Linked DNA regions of Mus musculus: all the other regions are linked to region 3. The links are chromatin contacts, called in public Hi-C maps. All regions are on one chromosome and are shown on one strand. Each heading gives the region's core, a stretch centred on a gene start, on an enhancer-like site or on the middle of the called end of the contact. The rest is flanking DNA. Distances are from core to core; before and after follow the strand shown. Region 1 overlaps Fank1 (fibronectin type 3 and ankyrin repeat domains 1). Region 2 overlaps Fank1 (fibronectin type 3 and ankyrin repeat domains 1). Region 3 overlaps Adam12 (a disintegrin and metallopeptidase domain 12 (meltrin alpha)).

The links. Hi-C and Micro-C count contacts between places; a contact is called where the count stands out from the background.
Region 1: a contact with region 3 is called in a Hi-C map of embryonic fibroblasts, with 2.2 times the contacts expected there. The contact joins two enhancer-like sites. A contact is called at or near these places in 1 of 484 Hi-C or Micro-C datasets (embryonic fibroblasts) and 1 of 115 datasets of contacts at active chromatin or transcription factors (pancreatic cancer cells).
Region 2: a Hi-C map of the N1E-115 cell line shows a contact between it and region 3, with 10 times the contacts expected there. The contact joins two enhancer-like sites. A contact is called at or near these places in 6 of 484 Hi-C or Micro-C datasets (the N1E-115 cell line, embryonic fibroblasts, myocytes and 3 more), 1 of 115 datasets of contacts at active chromatin or transcription factors (fibro-adipogenic progenitors) and 1 of 9 other capture datasets (embryonic stem cells).

What each region holds. Positions count from the first base shown.
Region 1 is chr7:133,792,071-133,795,093 of GRCm38.p6, reverse strand. The region is part of intron 1 of Fank1 (fibronectin type 3 and ankyrin repeat domains 1); the gene reads right to left. Among named protein-coding and RNA genes, the nearest start is that of Fank1, 17 kb to the right of the region's middle. Within about 2 kb of position 1,418, at least 132 of the 459 cell types and tissues checked have an H3K27ac peak or open chromatin away from gene starts, as enhancers often do. A contact at or near this core is called in embryonic fibroblasts and pancreatic cancer cells, where this site is marked.
Region 2 is chr7:133,856,405-133,859,284 of GRCm38.p6, reverse strand. The region is part of intron 2 of Fank1 (fibronectin type 3 and ankyrin repeat domains 1); the gene reads right to left. Among named protein-coding and RNA genes, the nearest start is that of Gm51500, 76 kb to the left of the region's middle. Within about 2 kb of position 1,509, at least 20 of the 459 cell types and tissues checked have an H3K27ac peak or open chromatin away from gene starts, as enhancers often do. A contact at or near this core is called in the N1E-115 cell line, where this site is marked.
Region 3 is chr7:134,113,773-134,116,472 of GRCm38.p6, reverse strand. All of the region lies in intron 3 of Adam12 (a disintegrin and metallopeptidase domain 12 (meltrin alpha)), which reads left to right. Among named protein-coding and RNA genes, the nearest start is that of Gm51501, 63 kb to the right of the region's middle. Within about 2 kb of position 1,437, at least 79 of the 459 cell types and tissues checked have an H3K27ac peak or open chromatin away from gene starts, as enhancers often do. A contact at or near this core is called in the N1E-115 cell line, embryonic fibroblasts and pancreatic cancer cells, where this site is marked.

The DNA.
Region 1 (3,023 bases), core at 169-2,668, 320 kb after region 3:
GATCTGTGGGCAGCAGACTGGCCAGCCTTGGGAAGCTGGTCAGACAGCAGGACTGATAGCTAGACACTGGAGTTAGGGCCAAGCCAGGTTGGCACACACCCTGCTGACCTCAAATGTGGAGGAACCAGACCTACCTGTCTACCCAGCCTTTCCTGGTCTTTACTGTTGTCTCCTCGGTTAATCACACAGCTTGCTGCCAGCAGCCCCACCTTTGGAATCCAGCCCTGAACACACAGACCTCACTTCAGGGAAGGAAAGGACACTCTTCAGCTAGGAGCCTCTAAGCTTGCTGCCTCTCCACTAGGGCCATAGCAGGAGGAAAAACTGCTTCCCAAGGCTGGGCGGGCAGAGAGCATGGCAGAAACCAAATCCTTCAAGGGTCTACAAAGCCCAGTTGAAAATTCATATTTATTTTCCTTGCTAGGAAGAATTGAGTTTTTAATCTTCAGTACTGATATAGTTGAGAAGGAACACTTTGGGGGCTGGCACATAGCTCAGTGGCACAATCCGTTGCCCAGCATGAACCAGGTCCTGAGAGAAAAGAGAGAAAGCAAGGGAAGAAAGCATGTCTCTTCCGCGCATCACGTGGTAGTCTCTATCCAGCTCTCTGCCCTGTCCTTCTAAGTCAAGTGATGAGGTAAGTGCCTGTGCCTCACCTCCCTGTCTAGCAAGCCGAGCTTCTGACCTGGTGGGGGTCAGGCACAGAGATAACAAATGAGACCAAAAAGAACAGAAAAGAAGCAGAAACGAATGTGGGCAATGAAGGGGAAAAGGAACACAAATCTATAAGATAAATGTGGTCGCCCTGTATGACACTGGAAACCACCACACTCCCCAAAGTGGAGTTTGCTCTGATTAATTCCAGGAGGGCAGGAGGTATTGGGGAGAAGCAACCATTCTAAGGCTAAAGTGATGCAGAGATTCCAGCTAGCTGCTGCCCTGTGAAAGAGGACAGGTCTGCCCCAATAACACCCACAAGCTCTGCGCTGTCAGACTTCCGGGCCTGGGCTTCCTGACTCAAATCTGATTCTATTTATTCTCTTCTGGATCTTGTTCTGCTAACTCTTCTGGCATGGCATGCACAGTCATCATAGGCCAGGCCCGGCGGCAGGCACCAGGCACAGCTCTGTTCATCCACAGGGATCCCAAAGGGAAGGTCTGTCTCTCCTCTTACCCACCTATCCCAACTGGAGAGAGGCAGGGGCTGACACTCAGTCAGGATTCCTGATTCCTGTGCCCCTCTGTGACTTGCCAACTGTGCTGCTGGCATCATTGCGATGTAATGATTAATCTGCTCTATCTAAAATTAACTCAAAGTAAACAGATGCCAGCTGAAGTGGGGCAGAGTGTCATCACAAGAGACACATTTAGCAGGAAAGAGCTGTGGCAAGCCAGCCTGACTCATACTGACAGGGCTGTAAGGAGAGCTCACAGGGCACCAAGCCTTGGGACAGTCCCAGCTCTTGGCAGGCCACTGGAGGATGGAGTTTAGGTGTCAGAGAAGAGAAACCTTTGAATCAGACGTTTGTAATCATCAAAGAGTAGCAAGTCATTGACACAGCTCTGGGATCATGGGGCGGGAAGCAACAACCCTTCCTCAGCACCTGTCTGTCTGCTTGTTCTTTCCCTTCCCAAGAATCAAACAGACAAATTGTAACTGGGCTCATTGCCAGTGAGTCACTGTCTTGTATTCCCAAGACACGGGAGTCATTACTTTTTTTTTTTTTTTTTTTTTTTTTTTTTTTTTTGGTGTTTTCGAGACAGGGTTTCTCTGTATATCCCTGGCTGTCCTGGAACTCACTCTGTAGACCAGACTGGCCTCGAGCTCAGCAATCTGCCTACCTCTGCCTCCCAAGTGCTGGAATTAAAGGCGTGTGCCACCACTGCCTGGTGAATCATTACATTTTGTGCTTTCTGAAACATTGGGGGTTTTGAGGAGACAGAGTGTAAGTGGATAGCTGACTTCCCAAGGTTTGTGATTACAGACATGTGGCACCTCACTTAAAGCTCTTTAGAAGCTTTTTAGGGGGTCCAAGTGGCTGGCTAGCACTGGCTCACACTGAAGTCACAGCATGTTAGATAGAAGCAGCAGGCCAACCAGATGTTTATCTCATTAGTGTCTTCACACCACATCAATTTAGATTTCCAACAGCCAGACGTCTCACAGAAGGCAAGAAGTTCAGGTTGCCAATGATTTCAGTTAGTACTATGGGAAGAGACAGTTAATATGATACAATACCTACAGTACCCAGCAAATGCCTTTAATCTCAAACTCAGAGACAGGCAGGTCTCTTGGGAGACCTAGACTAGCCTGATCTACATCTGGAAGGCCAGACCAGCCAAAGGTACATAGTGAGAATCATCTTTAAAAAGAAAAAAAGATTATCTTAATGAGTTAGCAACTTATGGTAATGCTGGTCCCCAAGCTAAGGGAAGGAGCGTGGTGATCTGGGTTCATCGCTCCTTCCCCCCTCCCCCCCCCCAACACGTTTGTGGCACAGGTATTAGTCCTTTAAAATGGCAGAACCAACAGGCTTTATCCCATGTGCAAATAATTTTCACCAGTGGCATCCCAAAGCGGAAGTTCTACTTGACCTCCGTGAGAAAGATCTCTGGTAACCCCAAGACGGGGTGAGGTGGGGGTGGGGCAGGATGCTGTGTGATTGCTGATTCTGTTTTACCTTCAGTCAGCCAACCCGCATAGTGATCAGGACACTGACAGCAGCCCAGTCCTCAGTCTCTGCAGACTGACAATGTGGGACTCAGGTCCAAAGCTAAGGAGACCTTTTCATAAGCAGACCTTGATAGAGCATGTTTGATACCACATTTCTTGTCTGCTGACAGGTGCTGTTGGGGATTGTGTTTTCTTTTCTCATCATATAGACAGCCTGCAGTATGAGGTGTTGGAGGGAAATGAAGATAAATGCTGTGGACAAGAGCAGAATCAAGGACCCACTCCTAACTCTGAAGGATGGTTTAAAACAAGTTACGGATGGGAAAACTTATTAGAATTTGACACCATC
Region 2 (2,880 bases), core at 260-2,759, 260 kb after region 3:
TGCACATAGGATGAATCAGATTCAGGCATGGGAGGGAAGATGTCCCAGTGAGGTCCAGCTATATCACCCAGCTCCAAGTTTACCAAGACCCTTTCTCCTTGATGCTCATCCAAAATTGAGATTCCAGGAGAAATTAGTAACTTGAACCACCACAAAGTTACTTCAGGCACCAAAATCCAACAGAGCCAAAAAAAATAAATAATAACCTGATCATTGGACCTCTCTAACATCAGGCCCTGTTCCCTGCCCTCTGTTGGCAAAGTCAGCTCCATTCTGGTATCTTTACTTTGTACAGCCATCCCTCTTCACTCAAACAAACAAACAAACAAACAAACAAAAAAGGTGCACATTCAACAAGGCCATCCATCCATCAATGCAGAGGCACAGGTAAGAGTCTAACCCTGTGCCCTGGAATGGGAGGAAGGTGGCAGGAGAGGAGCTGGGTGATGCTGAGGTTGGGTGATGAGAAACCTGTAGCTTTCGCACAGGTGCAATGGGAGTCAGCCACTATGAGGAGTTCTAACTCCCTGCTATAGAGAGGCCGCATGGCAAGATGGAGCCCCTGGACAGTAGCCAGCAGTGATAGAGAGAAAGTCCAGGAAGCATCCTGCATGCCAGCTTCCAGCCATCAGAAGACTGCTGCGCCTGCCAAAGTGGAGCAGAAGCCAGTGCCATCACAGGCAGCTGGGAGACAGACAGACACACAGTTGGCTATACAGCCATATAAGATAATAAAGAATGGTTCTGATTGCATTAAAAAAAGTGTTTGAATTTTTAAAAAATCAGACAAGCATGAGAAACATAAATACACTCACCACAATGTGACCTCTCTAAACCAAGCAGAATAAATGTCCAGAAATACTACATGGGCTGAAAATTATAATCTAGAAAGTAAGGATGGCTCAGACTGGAGCAGGTGACTCTTAGGAATGGGTAGACTATATCGCTCAGTGAGCGTCCTCACTATGGTTTGGGTAGGGTTGGTCCCCTAAGGTATGGGTGGGCATGCCTGTGAGTGTGTGTGTGTGTGAGTGTGTGGTACGGTGTGGTGTGAGCACGTGTGCACATGCAAGTCTACACACAGTCTCCCTTGCCTGAGGGCATTCACTCACACCCTGTAGTTAATAGAGGTCTAGTACACTGGCAAACTTTAAGGTGTTCTGCTTTGGTTTTTGAGGTGAAGCCTTGGAAATCTGTCTAGGCTAGTCCCCATCTCCTGGCCTCAAGTGACCTCCTCTGTCTTGGCCTCCCAAGTACCTGGGATTACAGGCCTGAACCGGGATCCACTTGCAAATGCTTTAAATCTTTCACTAAAAGCATCCTGTGTCCAAACAGTTCACACACTCCTCCTCTGTCTCCCCCCTCAATTATGGCACAAGCTTCCTGATTAATCCTCTCTGCTGCCTACTGCCCCTCCTCCCACAGCCTCATCTCAGGCAGCCACAGTGGCCCTCATAGACCATGTAGACCCTGCCTCTTCTGGACGAACAACTTCACTTGCTCCCCCCAACCTCTTTCTAGTAAAAGCCAGTGCTCTCTGGATAAGTCACAGCCACACCTTTACCTCTTGCTACCTTGTCGACCTCATCAACACCCCCACCTGCTCACACCTCTTCTCCACATTCCTCCATGAGCTTTCCTGTTTGACACTGCTTTGGCCTGGAAAGTCCCCTTCAGTACCCCACACTTGCTTCAGGCCCTTAATCCTGGTCCCAGACCCCTAACCTGCCCCATTCTTTCTTCTTTAGGACCTAGCACCCCTGACACACTATACATTTTTACTTGCATGTCTCATTTAGCAGGTGTTTTTCTCAACATGAGGAATTCCTATCTGACTCCAGTGCCATATTTCTGGCTTTTGGGACACTGTTTGCAATGTCATGTGCACTCAGTAATACATGACATGACGTGAATAAAAAGCACAAGAGGGTGACAACTGTCACAGCAAGGAAGGGCAACAGTAAGACAGCAAGACAGTTGATGCAGAATATTACTCTGGCAGGACAAGGGCACAGAGAACAAGAAACACACAGAGAGGATGCCAAGGCATATTCAAAAGACAGGAAGTGCCTACATCAGAGACAGTTTGTGCTCAGAAAGAAGAGGTAATCAAGCAGGTGTGGACAAGCTGCACACACACACACATGCACCATGTATATCACACAAAGAAACAGACAACACAAATATGTGCATACATGCACATGAGTGCACACACACATACACACGGACAGCTTTAAAAGGGAACAACCTTCACAGTGGAACATGATTAAACAATACCCTAAGGAGTCAGACTGTATGGCAGCCTTCACCTTCCATGTAGAGAAGACCCACTTGAGATGATATGACAAATGAGAGTGAAAAAAACAAACAACAAGTCAACCTTCAGGTTAGAAAGAAGAGACAACGAGCAAAAAGACTCATCTCACTGGCAAATTCTGGGTAGTTCAGGGCGTGGGACACACAGGAACCAGACAGAAATAGAACAGAATACCCTGGCCTCAGGAAGGGGAGCAGAGGGGGAACCCACAAAACTAGGTAACTGTACTTCTGAGAAGTATAAGGGAAACCCAAGCCAAAGATCACTCCAGTGATACAGACTACAAAGTGCTGATGGACCAGAGCCAAACTGCCAGGGCATGAGGAAGCCCCAGTACCACCAGCCCAGCATGCAGTAGATAACCATCCTAGTAAAGAAGGCATTTGCCTTAATGATCTAATGAGGTGGAAGATGAATGAGGTTGAGGCTGCTGCAGTCCAAGCCTGCCACCTAGTGGTCAGATACATGCACACACTTTTCCAAGGGATAAAACCTTTCACTAAAAGGCCCTTGGAGCCAGGGTGTGCAGATGATGCCACCAGCTCTGGATGGCAGACCGCTAT
Region 3 (2,700 bases), core at 188-2,687:
GTGACCACTGACATAGACTATTGATGCAGAAAGAACCTCCCTGGACTTTGCCAGTTCTCTCTGGGATAAAGAGGCTATATTTTGAAGGCAACTGTGTGTTGTAGGGGCAGGAGGAAGCTGAGCCTGAGAACAAGCATGAACTGAACTCAGAACACAATCAAAGTTGTCACCAACCTGCTTCAACTCCTTAGGATAAAAAGTAGCAGGCTGGGTGTGGTTGTTCATGCCTTTAATCCCAGCACTTGGAGGCATGGGCAGATGGACCTCTGTAAATACAAGGCCAACGTGCTCTACAAAGGGAGTTCCAGCACAGCCAGGCTACACAGAGAGAAACCCTGTCTGGAAAAAAAAAAAAAAAGAGCAACATCTCACATCTACAAGCAAGCCTAAGCCAGCTTCTAGCCACCAATACTGTCTCAGTAATTCTAGAAGGAACCTGCCCCAGCCACCACCCAGTACTTGCCTCAGGGCTATCAACCAACGAGGCCACATTGAGGGTCCTATGGAATAAAGTAAGAGCTGGTACAAGACTTTAGAAATGCCCAGACTGATCAAGGCACTCAGTGTGTGCCTCCTCCTGATGCCGCCAGTGACTCTTGACAAGAGCATGTGACACAAGAACCCATGAATTTGTATCTTGCGGAGCTCAAGTCAAAGTGCAGAAAATGTGTCTAATTTACAGTTGTTTTTTTTTCTAGTTGGCACACTTTTAAAGCTGTGTTAGAAGTTACTGAGCATGTCAAGGAGTCCTTCCAGAAAGGAGAAAGTACTCCCCAGAGATGGCAGTGTGTCAAGTAGCTTGACCGTGGCCTGGGAACATGATTGCAAAACAGCTGAGGACCTTTATGCCTAAAGAGTGTGGCTGCTGCGGATGCTCCATGGGAATCCCCGGGACAGTGTGGACTACAGCCCGGCACAAAGCTGGGGAAGTCAGACCAGTGCTGCACAGCAGAATCACTCCAGGCGGACTCTGTTACCTTGTTCACAGGGAGTGCGGGAGGGAAGAAGAGCATCCCTGGGGCCAGGCTTCAGACGGGGCCTAATGCTAAAGAAAACAGTCAGCCACGATGGAGCCCTGGATGTGCTCAGCGGCACTTCTCTCCAACTGTCTGCTTTTCCCTGGCATCAGCTCTGTGCAGTGTATATGACAGCTGTCCCTGTTCTCCAGAGGACACAATGACCAACTGAGTCAATTGATAGGTGATAGCACTAGATCCAGACCCTAACCTGTGACCTGCAGAGTCCAACTTTTTACCCATTCTGAAGATGGAAGCTTATGAAAAGAAGGCAGGGGTCAGGGGATAGGATGCACTGCTTAGGGGAGACCTGGGCCAGGGCCAAGAACTGGGCTGAATCTTCAGCTTGAGCACAGCATGGAGTAGATGAGCTGGTGATGACTCAAGGACATCCTGTCTCCAGGAACAGGATGGGAGCTCTCCAGGGAAGAGAAGTCAGGAATGCTTAGGACCTACCAGTCCTTCCAGAGGCTACTCTCACAGAGCCTGTACAAGCTCAGGCCTGACAGGAACCATGTCTTATCACAGTTTATCCCAGGCTCTCCACTCCTCTTCCCAGTGTCCTGCCATGAGGGAGTCTCCACAGCACAAGCAGGATGGCGTGTGAGGAGACCCTGTCATCCCCACCCCCAAGGGATGTTATCAGTCCAAGTGAATCCAAGAGCTATCTATCAGAAGACCTGTCTGGGGCAGATGTTTCTCAACCCTGCCCCGCTCTGCTGTATAAGAAGCAGATGCCTCATTGTAATCTCCAAGCAGGCTCACTCATGAACAGAGCCACTCGCTGCCTTTCTTCACACAAAGAGAAATCTGGTAATTCCTTTGTGTCTGAGTTCACTGGGTTCCAGCACCACGCTCCCCCTCCAGGAACACCCCTGGGAACAAGAGAAATGATAAACTAGTGGAGATTAAGCTGAAAGGAACGAGTCCCCACCATGAGTCATGAGGACAGAGGACACATTGGCAAGCAGATGAAAACCCTTTGATAGATACCAGTTGTAAAAGCGCGGCCAAACCTAATGCTGAGGAAACTGTGGTGACTCAAAGCATAATGTATGCATCGCCCCCACGCCCTCCTTTTCTCTTTTTTGACCTAAAAAAGAAAAATTGACAAAACAACATATCTTGTGAGGGGGAGTTCCCAGGGACAGCTTAGAGGAAAGGGGAGCTTGAAACAGATTTATGTTCAATCAGAGTGCACAGTTGTTCTATGATGTATTTCCACAATGGCATCAGAATGGTCCTGCCCCGTCTCAAGAAAGCAGCTATGACCAGGCCTCGCTTGCAAGACCTGCCACCTCCCATCTCAGCATGGATAAAGTTGTTCCCCAGAAATGTCCCAGGGAACGGGGGTGGGGCAGAACATCCCAATCACATAAGAGTCTCTGGGGTCAAACCAGATGTCAGGTTTGGTAGCAAGCACCTTTATCTTGCTGAGTCATCTCGTCTCTCCCCAGCCAGAGATACCTCGTGACAACTGTGTGTTAATCTACAATTCTGTCAATAAAGTTTCAGTTAGTGACAATACATTAGTAACGGCTCCATCTAAGCAAGGGTTTTACCCTATAGGAGTCAATCATTTAATTTTCCATTTTTCATTTTTTTTAAAAAGGAAAGAAGAAAAGAAAGAAGGGAAAAAAGAGTTAGAAAAATGTTAAGTGTAAAAGCTTTGAAGAATTAAAAA